Linked DNA regions of Bombyx mori: region 1 is linked to region 2. Evidence: chromatin contacts called from public Hi-C data. All regions are on one chromosome and are shown on one strand. Each heading gives the region's core, a stretch centred on a gene start, on an enhancer-like site or on the middle of the called end of the contact. The rest is flanking DNA. Distances are from core to core; before and after follow the strand shown. Region 1 holds the start of LOC100529238 (daxx). Region 2 holds the start of LOC101737853 (oocyte zinc finger protein XlCOF6).

Region 1 (6,500 bases), core at 1,994-4,493, 320 kb after region 2:
GTACCTACCTACATTAAAATTTTTTTTTTAAATTGTCAAAATTCAAAGAAATTTCTTGTTAATGTATAGAGAATAATGTAAACTTAAGTAATTCGCTTAATAAAATGATGTATAATGATTGAATTGTTCAATGCTTTATGCCTTAAAATAAAAATATATATTAATAAGAAGTAAGTGATTGAAGTTTTAATTCTTCTTAATTTCGCAGATTGAAACTTGACTAATAACTAAATTTTCTGTCAAAATTTTTAATATTTTTAAGGACTATATATGATTGACTCATCGATAACCGCGAATAGTCTAAATTTAGAAAAAAAAACCTTAGTAAGTGTTCATAGTATGCAATTTAAAAAAAAAATAGTGTAAAAAAAAGTTTATGTAAGAATAGAGTACATAATGCGCTATGTAAACCTAATTAGTACTTGAAGAGTTATTTTTTGTCTTTTAGTAAATGTAGGGTAAGGTATATAAAGATAAAATTAACATTGTAATTTAATTTTAGCAATTTGGAGGAGAATGTGATCAGGTTTAAAGCAATTTCTGTTTTTGATAATTTTTGAATAAAATTAGTAAACAGACTTGGAAACCAAGTGCATTTTATCAACCTACCCAGAAAAAAAAACCAGGTGTGGCACTCGGGGACTGCCGCGGTAAAGCTATTGCATAGCATTTCTTATCAACAGCAATTATAATTAAACAAAGGCAGAGTGAGGGGTGTTAGATTTTTTTTCGTTACGGAATTTCTTGCTTCAGTCGCCGCGCTCAAAGCCCGCGATAAAAGCTATGCAATAGCTTATAAAACACTTCATTTTGCACGTCCCACATAGTACGATCCACCATAGTACCATAGGTATAGATCATAGATTTAGTTCTCATATTGTGTATAATCTATGCATTGGGTTCTACTATGGAAATCGGAAAAGATTCGGAATATCTTAATTACGAAACAAAAGTGTTACAGTGCTGGCTCGCTGCCTTTTTTGTATTAAATTGTGGATTTCCGTATTCTACTATCGTTTACGGTAATCTCACCACGTCGCCTTATGAGTAATGCATTTCAGTTTGAAGGGTGGGGCGGCCGTTGTAACTATACTGAGACCTTAGAACTTATATCTCAAGGTGTGTGGCGCATTTACATTGTAGATGTCTATGGGCTCCAGTAACAACTTAACACCAGGTGGGCTGTGAGCTCGTCCACACATCTAGACAATAAAAAAAAATAAAAAACTTCATGTCAGTTCTTGAGTTATGGCGTTAGCTCACCATTCGTGACCATACTATAGTCGTTGAACTCACCTCAATTTAGACGCCGGAATACAGATCAGCTGAGCACTCGATTTCAGATCTATGATAATTAAAAATTAATTGTGTTGTAATTCAGTTATGTTGGCAATTAAAATCTTAATAGTTTCGATTATTCTTAAGCTTATCCCAATTTGTTGGTTTAAACACAATTTGCACGTATTGTAATTTGTTTTGGGTAACAGTGTGGACCAGCCCATTATCTGACGCCATCAGAATGTTTAGCGAATGATTAAATTAGTAAAGCCAGAGCGCTACAGAGTGATGTCGGCAAAGCGTTGATCAGTGCTCAAGCCACCTGAGATTGCACTCTATTCGTTTTTTTTCTAATAATCGAATGAAATAATATTTGTGTTTTAATTTTGTAAAATCAAGAAATCGTTTAAGGTCCTCTGCCTTCCAAAATACAAAAAAAAAGAAGATATTATTGTTAATAGTACTAGACAAAACAACTGTTATTCATTTCACTTCTTAGAAATACTCTACTAATAAAAGCATGTTTATTTGCATACATGTGTATTTGTTATTAAATATACCTTATTCCTTTGGTTTTCTTGTTATTTTGGAGGACCGGACACCAGTAACGCCAATAGTACAACAAAACCATGCTGGAACAAATACAGATGCTGCTATCAGTCTTATGACGTCATAACGGTGGATTACATAATAATATGAAGGCGTACATAAAATATTTTACTTTAAGTTTTTTTTATTGCTTACCCGCGTGGACTCACAAGAGGTCCTACCACCTACTGTAGTAACTGGTAACGTTCGAAATACCTTTAGAAGACTCATCTAAAAATGATGGGTGCATTGTTTTTCTCAGTGGTATCATCGCACGCATCACACGCTATAGGTACTTCATGTACCATGAAAAATTATCATGGTAATTTCATTTACCAAAACCTTGAAGTTGTCATTTCAGTTTTACTAGCAGCATCTTCTTCAAAGACTGAGGTGGAAAGACTATTCAGTGTTCTCAAAAATGTAAAAACTGACAAAACGGGCTTTCTAATGAAACCCTGAACGGCTTGCTCCATACAAAGCTGGGATTGCTCGCAAACAATTTCTCAATTTTAAAAACGAACAGTGTTATGTTGCGTGCAGCAAAAGAATATAAAAGCAATGCGTCGACTTCCCAAAAATTCTAATCCTGTAGATCTATGATCTTCTGTGGGCATTTTGTTATTATATAGCTACATTATATGCTGTGGTTTATTTTCTGTATTTTGTTTATGCTCCCTAAATAAAGGATTTATGAAAGTTGTTTAGGGAATTTTAGAGATAAATTCAAAAGAAACTAGGGTAAAATGGAAATTGTAAGTGGAAACACTGAAAATACCTAGCTCAGTCAATAGGACTTTTTGGCGGGAACGCGAGGAGTGAAGTTGTGTGATTTGTTTTATTTTGTCTATTTCGTGTTTATTCAGGTTTAAATGTGTAATAACGGTGGTTTATTAACTGTTTAATATCTGTGAAAGTGCACAAATGTGGGAAAATGAAACAAAGCTGCTGGACGTAACTTCCCGGGTTCCTCCAAAAAGTCCACTGAAAAAATCTCAGTAAGCCACCATTTTACTGCGATTATATTTCATCCCATATCATTCATTTAATTTCATCCCAGTTGATTAATGTCTCAAATTAAACATCTTCGTTTCATTTCACTCCATAATATCATTTTTCATAAAAATATGAATATAAATTAAAATAAGACATGACTTAAAGGTCTCAGTTACCAGGTCATAAATCCCTTAAAAAAAAACTCAGTCAATATGTCAAATTGTGTAATTTGAAATTTTGTTTGAAATTTCGTTTGAGTTAAAAAATAGTGCAGATACAGAGACACACATATTCTATGGCTTTCATTTTTTTTTATTTCTCGTTAATTTACACCATTAGAAATTAATAACATAACAAAGGATTGTTTGGTAAAAAGTCGAAATGATTGGAGATTTAGCAGATTTCGACGATGTCAGCGACGTGGTATGGTGATGATTTTCTACTCAAAACAGAATGTTAAACAACAAAAATGTTACGAACATCTTTAAAAATACACTTTATTTTATCACTGTAACTGCAATCACGCCTCAAGGCTTATGAATGCAAATATTTAAAAAACACTGCAATGCAGTGCTTTTTACTACCGGTACATACCTACTCAACTTGATCCTTCAATATTTTGTTATCTGAAAAATGCGAGCTAATTTACATTTACTTCTAATAGATTACAAATAATCGTAATTATAACTGAAAGTTTTGAAGAATGTTTACGGTTTAATCTTGCGCTTATAATTTATTATTAATGTTGAACAAACCGTAATTTGTCTACGAGCAACACCTTGGTCGTCCGCAACCGTGAAAACTAAATACTTGGAAATGTCGAAAATATGAAGTGAAAATAATAAAGTCGTGATTAAATAGAGTAATAGTATTTTTAAGTATGTTTTTTTTTATTGCTTAGATGGGTGGACGATCTCACAGCCCACCTGGTGTTAAGTGGTTACTGGAGCCCATAGACATCTACAACGTAAATGCACCTTGAGATATCAGTTGTAAGATCTCAGTATAGTTACAGCGGCTGCCCTACCCTTAGACCGAAACGCATTACTGCTTCACGGCAGAAATAGGCAGGGCGGTGGTACCTACCCGCGCGGACTCACAAGAGGTCCTACCACCAGTAAAATGTCTCCCAATTTACTAGATATGTAGAAATACTGTATTGTCTCAGTTACTAAAAAAAAATATTGACGATTAAAATTCATCTAAATAATCAGGAATCTTTTTTTATTTAAATTAATCTAAACTTTAGTGGAAAATTTGCAAATTCCGTTACTGTTAACAGAACATGAGAAATAAAATTGAGCTTTTTCTACAACAAGTCTTAGAACAAGAGCAATATATTATTAATGTAAGCTATTCATAAACTTACAAATTGATCAGTTGTGCAACAAATCAACAAACAAACATTTTTAATTCACTAGTAAGTTTTTAGTTTCTTTGCATTCACAGTGATGATGCTGTTTTCTTAGCATTGTTGTTTTGTATAATAATAATGAAAGAAATATTAGGTTGTGGTGTATTAATAGCATGAAATACATAAATCGAGTACACGTAAAAAAAAACCTAAAATTAAATGTCAATAACAAGGCAGACTGAGCTGCTATATCCATTTATGCAATGAAATTAAAAATATTGAAAATACAAACAATTATATTATTTTATTGCAGATTTTAATACCACCAAAAAAGGGGATAAAGAATCATGCACTTGACTCATTAAGCATGATAGTCTTAGATGATGACGTTGGACATCCAAGTACCAGACAAACCTGTGACATAAAATATGATAAAATATTTTTAGACAATAAGAATTTAGTAAAATTTATAGAAAAATGTTTTGCTCTGGAGAATTCAGATGGGATGGCGAGAATTGTTAATCGCACATTATTAGGCTTGTACCAGAACACATGTCCTGAGTACAAAAGTTCACATCGGTTTCAAAATATTTTGGACAATGCCTTTATGAAGTTAGAGTTAGATCCAAAACACAAGTTCTCGCACATAAAAGGTGTGTGTGATGCATTGAAACTTCATAAAGTTAAGAAGAAGGCCAAGCTTATAACAATGTCCACAGCTTTACAAGATAAGTTAAAAGAAGACAGTAAGTAATTTTAAATTTACCTTCTAACTGTTTTTAAAAACTTTTAGACTTATTTTTTAATAAATTAGTACTGAAAATTTCCAGTATTGTTGAAAATAAATTGTAAATTAAATTTTCAAATAAAATATGAACCTAGAAGAAGTCAATAGTTACTCCTTTTAGCAGTGGCTACTATTAATAATTAGAAAATTTATGTGGTCTCATGTTTTTTTTTAAATTTAAATTACCTTCTACAGCTGCTCTTCAGAGAAGATCACCAGTAGATGGGGTTTCAAAAAAGAAATCTAGGTTTAACTTTATAAACTTAGATGATAATGGAGCAAACATTATAGAAATCAAAGATGATGACAGCGATGTAATTGTTGTTGACAACAGTTCAAAACTTTCAAATGAAAACAAAATCACTATAAGAGAAACAATTAAGACTGAAAATAGTACAAATGAACCTATGAAGGAAATGGATGTTGAAACGAAAATAATTAAGGATGTTCAAGATATTAATGTTGATTTTTTTATTATGAAAGATTCAGAAAGCAAGAAGACTGAACTGCTAGTACCTGTAGGAAAAAAATCCTCTACAATTGATACTGAGACTCGAATCAAGGAAATTGAAATTACTATTGCTAATTATAAAGAGAAAATAGTTAAGTTGGAGCAACAGGACGTTTGTGATGATTCTCTTTATTCACCATATATTCAGAGTGAAAAGTGAGTGTTGATTGAGTGTGAATTTGTGGATAGATAGACCAATATCATGTGCACATGAGCAGTTATCTCTTATTAAGAGAATTTGACTTTGAAATGTTTGATACATACCAATGAACTTTTTTGCCACTATGACAAGATTTAATTATCACAAATTGGAACATAATTTTTACAGAAATTTGGACCAACATGATGTCTTGTTGTTGTTGAGAAAATGTTTTTGTCTGGCTATCAATCCGGAAATATGAGTATGGAACCTGGTTATTACTAGCTTGGACATTTTAAGGATTTATAGGATTGTCTAGAAACCCTTGTTCTCCTTTTCTTCAAAATAAAATCAATCATGCATTCCAGTTTGAAGGGTACTAAGTTCTACTTTAAAATGAAGTTGTGGTAGCTATGGGCTTTAGTAACTTTTAACAACAGGTGAGTTCTGCTCATCACCGTGGTAATATGATAAAACTGTCTGTTGTTACAGGTTAAAACAAAAGATTGTGGATCTGTATAAAGAGCTGTGTAGTCTTACTGGAGATGAGCCAATTAAAAGACGCGAAGTTCGACTGCAAGTTGCAAAAGATCATCCTCCTGCACCTGTACAAAAACTTGAACAGTTCCTCAATGAGAACATAGGGTCAAATGGAGAGCCACCGTTCCCTGATTTCCATGACGTGATGATGTGTGTAGCAGAGGCCAATGCTACTGAGAGTTTGGGCTGGAATGCTGTGCAGGTCATGTCTGAAGGTAATTTATTGTATCTACATGAATACCCAAATTTATCATGGTGCATTCGTATCTAGCGATGCACCCGTGTTGGAATCCTGCTGGCAAGTACC
Region 2 (7,017 bases), core at 2,412-4,911:
TTGGATTATATATATACTGGCGACCATGCAGTCCACAATACAAAAATTGCGTGGACAATCCAATTATGGAACATGGGCATTCGCGACGCAGATGTTCCTCACAGATTGTGATCTATGGGACTGTGTAAGTACAGACACACTTGATACTCCTGAATTTAAAAAGAGAGATAGTAAAGCAAGAGCAAAAATATGTCTACTCTTGGAAGAAAACATTTTCCCAATTGTTACCGGTGCCGTAACGGCAAAACAAACATGGGATGCGTTAGAAAAGGCCTACGCCGATGGCGGACTGTTGAGACGACTCACTTTATTAAGAAAATTATTTAATTTGAAATTATCATGTTTCGTAAATATCGAAGCATACATCAATGAAGTGCAGGCGACAAGTCAGGCTTTACAGCGAATCAAATCAGGACTGGATGATGAATTCATTGGGATCATAATGTTAGCTGGGTTGACCGAGGAATACAATCCTTTGGTGATGGCGTTGGAACATTCTGGAAGGAAATTAACTTCAGAAGCGGTCATATCTGCTCTAATGAAGGAAGGACAGCTCAAGCAGCCGGCAGTTGAAATGGATTCTGTGTTAGTGTCTAATAACGAAAAACCTAGTAGTAGTACGAAAAAGGCAATAATATGTCATTTTTGTAAAAAGAAAGGTCATTTTAAATGGCAATGTAAATTTTATAAAGATAGGGATAAGAAAGGTAATGCAAATGTATGCGTAGCTCAAAAGGAGACTAATGATTTTATTACCTTACTCTCTAATATGGGAAAGTCGAGAAATTGGATTATAGATTCTGGGGCAACATCTCATATGACATCATCAGATAATGTTTTAGTAAATGCTAAAGGTGGTTACCGGAAGTATATAACTACAGCTAATAATGAGAAAATATTATCTAAGGTAAAGGGTGATGTATTGATGCCTAATTATAAGTTAAAGTTTGAGAATGTTTTGTACATACCAGATTTGATAACAATTTACTTTCTGTTAGTAGTATTTGTAAGCATGATTGTACAGTTGTTTTTGATAAACATTCTTGTAAAGTTTACAAATCTGCAGATGTATCCTTAGTGGGAAAAACTATTTTAGAAGCACCTTTAAAAGATGGGTTATATGTAGTAGACCCAGATGACAGGGCATTGGTTACTAAAGACATTAATTCGCCTGATAACGATCAATATAAGTTGTGGCATAGGCGTTTAGGTCATTTATCACCAGCTCTAATGAATAAATTAAGAGGGTTGGTTGATGGCTTTACCTTGAATGAATTTAGTAAGGAACCATGCGTCAGTTGTTGTAAAGGTAAACAGTGCGTAAAAAAGTTCCCAAAAAGAAAGAATAAAAGAGCTAAGGATATATTGGAGTTGATTCACACAGATTTAGCTGGACCCATGGAGGAAGAGACATGGGGTGGTGCTCGATATTTTCTTATCTTTGTTGATGATTTTAGTCGGAAAGTTATGGGATATATGTTGAAATCCAAAACAGAAGTATTTGCTAAATTTAAGGAATTCAAGGTGTTTGTGGAGAATCAAACTAATAAAAAGATCAAAAAATTGCGTAGCGATAATGGTAGTGAATACATAAACGATGAATTTCAAAGCTTTTTACGAGCGAATGGTATCCATCATCAGACTTCAGTGGCACACACTCCGCAACAAAATGGAGTGGCAGAGCGTACAATTCGTACTGTAATTGAAAAGGCACGTTGTATGTTGCAAGATAGTGGTTTGTCCAAAAAACAGCTATATATTTAAAAAATAGGTCTCCAACCATGGCTATCTCAGACAAAGTTCCTGAAGAAGTGTGGTCAGGTGAACGAGTGGATATCACCAATCTCAAGGTTTTTGGTAGTAAAGCTCAAGTACTCATTAAGGGAAACAATAGAAGGAAATTTGATTCAAAGTCAAGAGAATTAATTATGATTGGCTATAGTTTGAATCAAAAAGGCTATCGTTTCGTGGATATTAAGAATCCAACTCGGCTAATAATCGCTCGGGACGCAGTATTTTTTGAAAATGTTCAGAATTATGGCAAAGAGACCATTCATCTGGAGTCGGTGGATAGTATTCAGAACAATGAAATTTCAATAAATAGTAATTATCATCCGGTTATGTCTCAGGTTCCTGTCCATATAGGAGATCCTGATGCAGTGGGGGAATTGGAAATGAATACTCCTGATCCAACCACTTCTACAAATGAATCAACCACCTCTACAAACGAACGTCGTTATTCAAAGAGGATTAGACGTCCCAAAATACAAGAAGATATGATCTATAATTTTTTGATTACCGAGGGATCAGATCCTAAGTCAGTTGAGGACACATTGGAACGTTCGGATCGAGAGTTATGGCACACAGCCATGTTAGATGGATACAATTCGCTGATGCAAAACAAAAACAGTGAACAGAATTAAACTTAATAAATGTATAAAACTTATGTGGTTAAGTGGGGGTGTTAGAACTGGCCTTCTTAGTATATGTAACCATCATAAGTTTATATTAAGAAGAATAGTTGTTGCCTAGCAACAATTTGTTAGTCGTATAATTTTATGTAAAGAATAAAAAAGTCAGTATGTACATCCGAAGAACTATGTTTCATTATTTAACATAATTACCACATAAACAGTTAATAAACCACCGTTATTAAACATTTAATCCTGAAGAAACACTAAATAGACAAAATAAAACAAATCACACAATTTCACTCCTGGCGTTCCCGCCAAAAAGTTTGACTTTGATTGCTTGTCATTTTTTTTAATGGATTTTATGACCTGGTAACTAAGATCTTTAAGTTATGTCTTATTTTCTATATCTATACTAATTTTATAAAGAGGAAGGATTTGTTTGTTTGTTTGTATTGAATAGGCTCCGAAACTACAGAACCGATTTGAAAAATTCTTTCATTATTTGGAAGCTACGTTATTCCCAAGTAACATAGGCTATAATTACTTTAAAAAAAATGAGGGGTCCTTACTAAAACTCCTTTAGTGTAACCCAAGGTGTAAAAAAATTATCTAAAATATTCTTTACATCACGTGCCCTACAAAAACTATTGATGATAGAATAAAATAATGTACATTCGGTTATTAATATACATTAAATTGCTTGGAAAACATTTTTTCTTTTACTAAAAAGTATACTAACTTTTATAATGCGATTAATTCAACTGACAATAACGTGAATATTAATTTTTTAAATTTAATTAAATTTAAACAGTAATTGTTGTACTGCGCACTATACTAAGTTAGGAGGGTCATCGTACATCCTTGCGGGGGCACGGAACGGGCCTTGGGGCAAACCCCACTACCCGGGCGAAAAACTCCCTGTCACTCAGGGTAGGGGTGATGTTAGCGTACTGTATTGCGTTCCGTTTTAAATAGTAACCAGTACTCCCAGTGCATATGGGAACTTGGCCGAAGTATAGTTTAATTTAGTTTATGGCGCTGTTGTTAAAATCTTTCCACTTGCTACTGTAGGTTGCTGCTTGTTTCACAGAAAACCTCGTTTCTTTTAATTTCATCCCAGTTGATTAATGTCTCAAATTAATCATCTTCATTTCATTTCATTTCAGTCCATATTATCATTTTTCATAAAAATAAGAATATAAATTAAAATAAGACATGACTTAAAGGTCTTAGTTACCCGGTCATAAAATCCCTTACAAAAATGACAAGCGATGAAACTCGATTTGTTTTGAAATTTGGAATTCCGAAGTAGATAATTCCTACATAATATGTGAATAGGCACTTATTACAATTTTGACTCGATTAGTAAAATATTACATTAAAAAAATGGTTTGCTATTGTTGTGTGAAAGGATGTACTAATAATAGCAAAATGAAGAAGAAAGACCCGAATTCGAACATAACATTCCATGCGTAAAAAAATGTTTTTTACAAGTTAATTAAGATACGACTGTAGCATAACTTAATAATTATTTATACTTTATTATATTTACATTCAGGTTCCCAACAAATTCATTAATGAAGGCTAAATGGGTGAAAGCGATTGGCCGTTCTAATTGGGATCCACCGGCCTATGCACGTATCTGCAGTATACACTTTGATCGCGACTATGTCAATTACGAGAACTGTAGAACTAGAATCAAGGATGATGCTATACCTGTTCTAAATTTACCTGTAAGCTTCCAGCTCAAGTGTTTACAAAAATTTACAAAAATAGAATTCATCCCTTTGTAACACATGTTACTAAATTAATTTCAGGTAGGTTGTGGTAAGGATTCAATCCTACATTCCAGTCTGATGGACATAATAGCCATTATTGCAAAGAAATTCAGATTTAGATTTCATGTTTCAAGGTATTCACTATGTGATATCAGTGAGCTCTGCTTACTGTTGGGTAAAAACTGGGTGATTTATCTATTATAACAGACTAACACTGATTTAATAAAATAGTACTTAGACTTATAATAATCAATCTTTATTTTCATCATAGTTTTTCTGTATTCTAAATGGTATTGTATAAGTCAGTTGGTGAAATTATGTTTGTTAATTAAGGTATTTAAAATAACAATTTTACATAGTTTCTTATGTAAGTGGTTGATATAAATATTAATATAAAGAATAATAGATACTAAACTATTAAGTGTTTTGTACAGACTTAGGTATATTCAAATTTCTGATCTACAGTCACACCATTTGTTTTCAGTTGAGCTCTAATTTTGATGCTTCTGAGGTAAAAGTCTGTAGAATATGTCTGGCAAATGATGTTAAAATGTACAGTACTCAAGAAGGAAGATTAAAGTCTTATATGGAACAAATATTAGTGTTAAGGGTAGGTTTTGTTTTCTTTTCCTATAGAATATTCAAGATAATTATATTCCTGGGACTTTTCTTCAGTAGTCAAAATTTTTGAGATTGCCGTTGCATTCAGTTATTAATGTTAAATTTGGAATTTATTGTCTGTTTATCTGTTTGCACATTTTTTCTGAATCGCAGTTACATAAGGGTATTTAAGTATTTTCAGAATTTAGCACCTTTTTGTTGATGGTGAAACATGAAGTTATTTTTTTCAGGAAAAATTACAAACAGATGGACTTCCACAGTTTGTGTGTTACATGTGTGCAGCTGAGGTTGGCAAGTGTTGCAAACTTATTGAGAAGAGTGTTGTAGCTCAGGCAACATTGCTAGATGTATTTGCGCGAAATGGAATGGTATCTTTTTGATAAATTGAAATAGATAGATATACATATATATTAATTATTACACCTTATAATAGCATTATATAATGGAATGTACATTTGAACAAACTGCAAATTTCCCAATAACAATCATAATAAATAGAGACTATGCTGTACTGTTTAAATAATTGAAATATTTTTTAGGTAACTAAAGATCTAATACGAAGAATCAATAGAAAACAGTTAAACTTGTGTTCATCATTATCTACAACCAATCAAACACATTATTATGTAGAACACGGTTCTAAAAACCAACAAAATAGATCATCAATGAAATTTGATTTTGAATGCAAAAATGGAGAAATAAATGTAAAATTAGAAAATCATTTGGATGCTATGGTTGAAAATTCAAAGAATTATGATACATCTGATATTATTGATGGAGGGATGAGATACAATGATAGAGATAATATTTCGGTTGGATCTGATTGTAGTGACGATAAATCATTAAGTTTATTGAAGAAAACTAAGAGTCTAAAGGTCAGTGAATATTAAATATCCAAAACCTAATATCCATACAGGTTTTGTTCTTTTGTATCATTTTGTCGATCTTCATTACTGCATTTCTGAGTTTGCAGTTGGATATAGTGGGGTTCCCAGAACAAGGAAGTGTTTAGGCTTATGAGATGCCATTTTTCAGCCCTTGAAACATTAAATGGAACTAGAAATTTTGTTGAAATAATGTATAGCTTTCAACAGAACCCAACTTGAATTCACAGTAGAAATGGGCAGGGTGGTGTGCTACCGATTTGTGTGAACTACATTACACAGTGTTTGCATTAAGTACACTAGCAAACATTAGAAACAATTTCTCTCAAAAGTGTTCTCTCATCACTGTTCTCAATTGGAAAAATCATTGTTAATTGAACTTGTCGTTGCTATGCAAGGATTTCATAACTTCATTAACAGAGGGATAATTCACTTATCAAATCACAACTAAAATAAAAGTTTATTTACAGAGTCGTAATAAAGCCGAGTGTCCCATATGTAAGCTTCGTTTCAAGAGTGAAGCTTCCGTAGACTTGCACAGGCGACACACGCACAAGAAGAAGTTCCAGTATAAAAGCTGCCCTAAAACACTTAGTGATGCGTGAGTGTCACGAATGATTTTTAGTAGTCAGTATTTATTTACGTTTTAACGTGTCAATAGTTTTAACTAAGTAAAAATGAAAGTATTGTATTTTTTTTTTGTCGTGTAACATTTATAAAACTGGCTAATTATTGGGAGCAGCTGTGCTACGCACGGACAATCCACCCGTCCTGTTGGCTTAGGGCGAGTTTTTCTAACTTGTATGTATGGAGTTGGAACAGCTTCCCATCGTTTGCCGCTAGGGGCGTTGTACTAACTCCATACCAAATTTGAGTAAACATTTACGCGATCGAGAAGGTATTTACTGGTGGTACCCTGCCTATTTCTGCCGTGAAGCAGTAATGCGTTTCGGTTTGAAGGGCGGGGCAGCCGTTGTAACTATACTGATACCTTAGAACACATATCTCAAGGTGGGTGGCGGCATTTACGTTGTAGATGTCTATGGGCTCCGGTAACTACTTAACAGCAGGTGGGCCGTGAGCTCCATTAATCATCTAAGCAATAAAAAAATGTTTTGTTTTAAAGGGGATTGCCCACTCTCCAGTGTACTAGGCCCAAGGTGGACATTAAATATTACTATAAAAATGGACTGATTCCAATTCTTAAATGTATTAGATATCTAAAAAATATATTAAAATTGACGCCACTATTATAAAAAATATAATAAAAATAAAAAACTCGTTTTGAGGTTAATTTTCTATATAAATACCTCAAGAACT

The links. A called contact is a pair of places that touch in the nucleus more often than the background predicts.
Region 1: a Hi-C map of posterior silk gland shows a contact between it and region 2, with 1.7 times the contacts expected there. The contact joins the promoter of LOC100529238 here to the promoter of LOC101737853 in region 2. A contact is called at or near these places in 2 of 7 Hi-C or Micro-C datasets (middle silk gland and posterior silk gland).

The regions. Positions count from the first base shown.
Region 1 is chr3:2,872,990-2,879,489 of ASM3026992v2, forward strand. LOC100529238 (daxx) reads left to right here and starts at 3,244. Exons shown (of 6, transcript NM_001202538.1): 1 at 3,244-3,285; 2 at 4,530-4,962; 3 at 5,199-5,670; 4 at 6,146-6,408. The coding sequence starts at 3,244. It overlaps LOC110385210 (a long non-coding RNA gene), which reads right to left and starts at 2,520. Exons shown (of 4, transcript XR_005246534.2): 1 at 2,023-2,520; 2 at 1,839-1,910; 3 at 1,297-1,345. LOC732972 (F-actin capping protein beta subunit) reads left to right here. Exons shown (of 6, transcript NM_001046969.2): 6 at 1-174.
Region 2 is chr3:2,555,162-2,562,178 of ASM3026992v2, forward strand. It overlaps LOC101737853 (oocyte zinc finger protein XlCOF6), which reads left to right and starts at 3,662. Exons shown (of 12, transcript XM_012688523.4): 1 at 3,662-3,886; 2 at 3,973-4,147; 3 at 4,677-4,802; 4 at 5,044-5,181; 5 at 5,353-5,688; 6 at 6,168-6,298. The coding sequence starts at 3,801.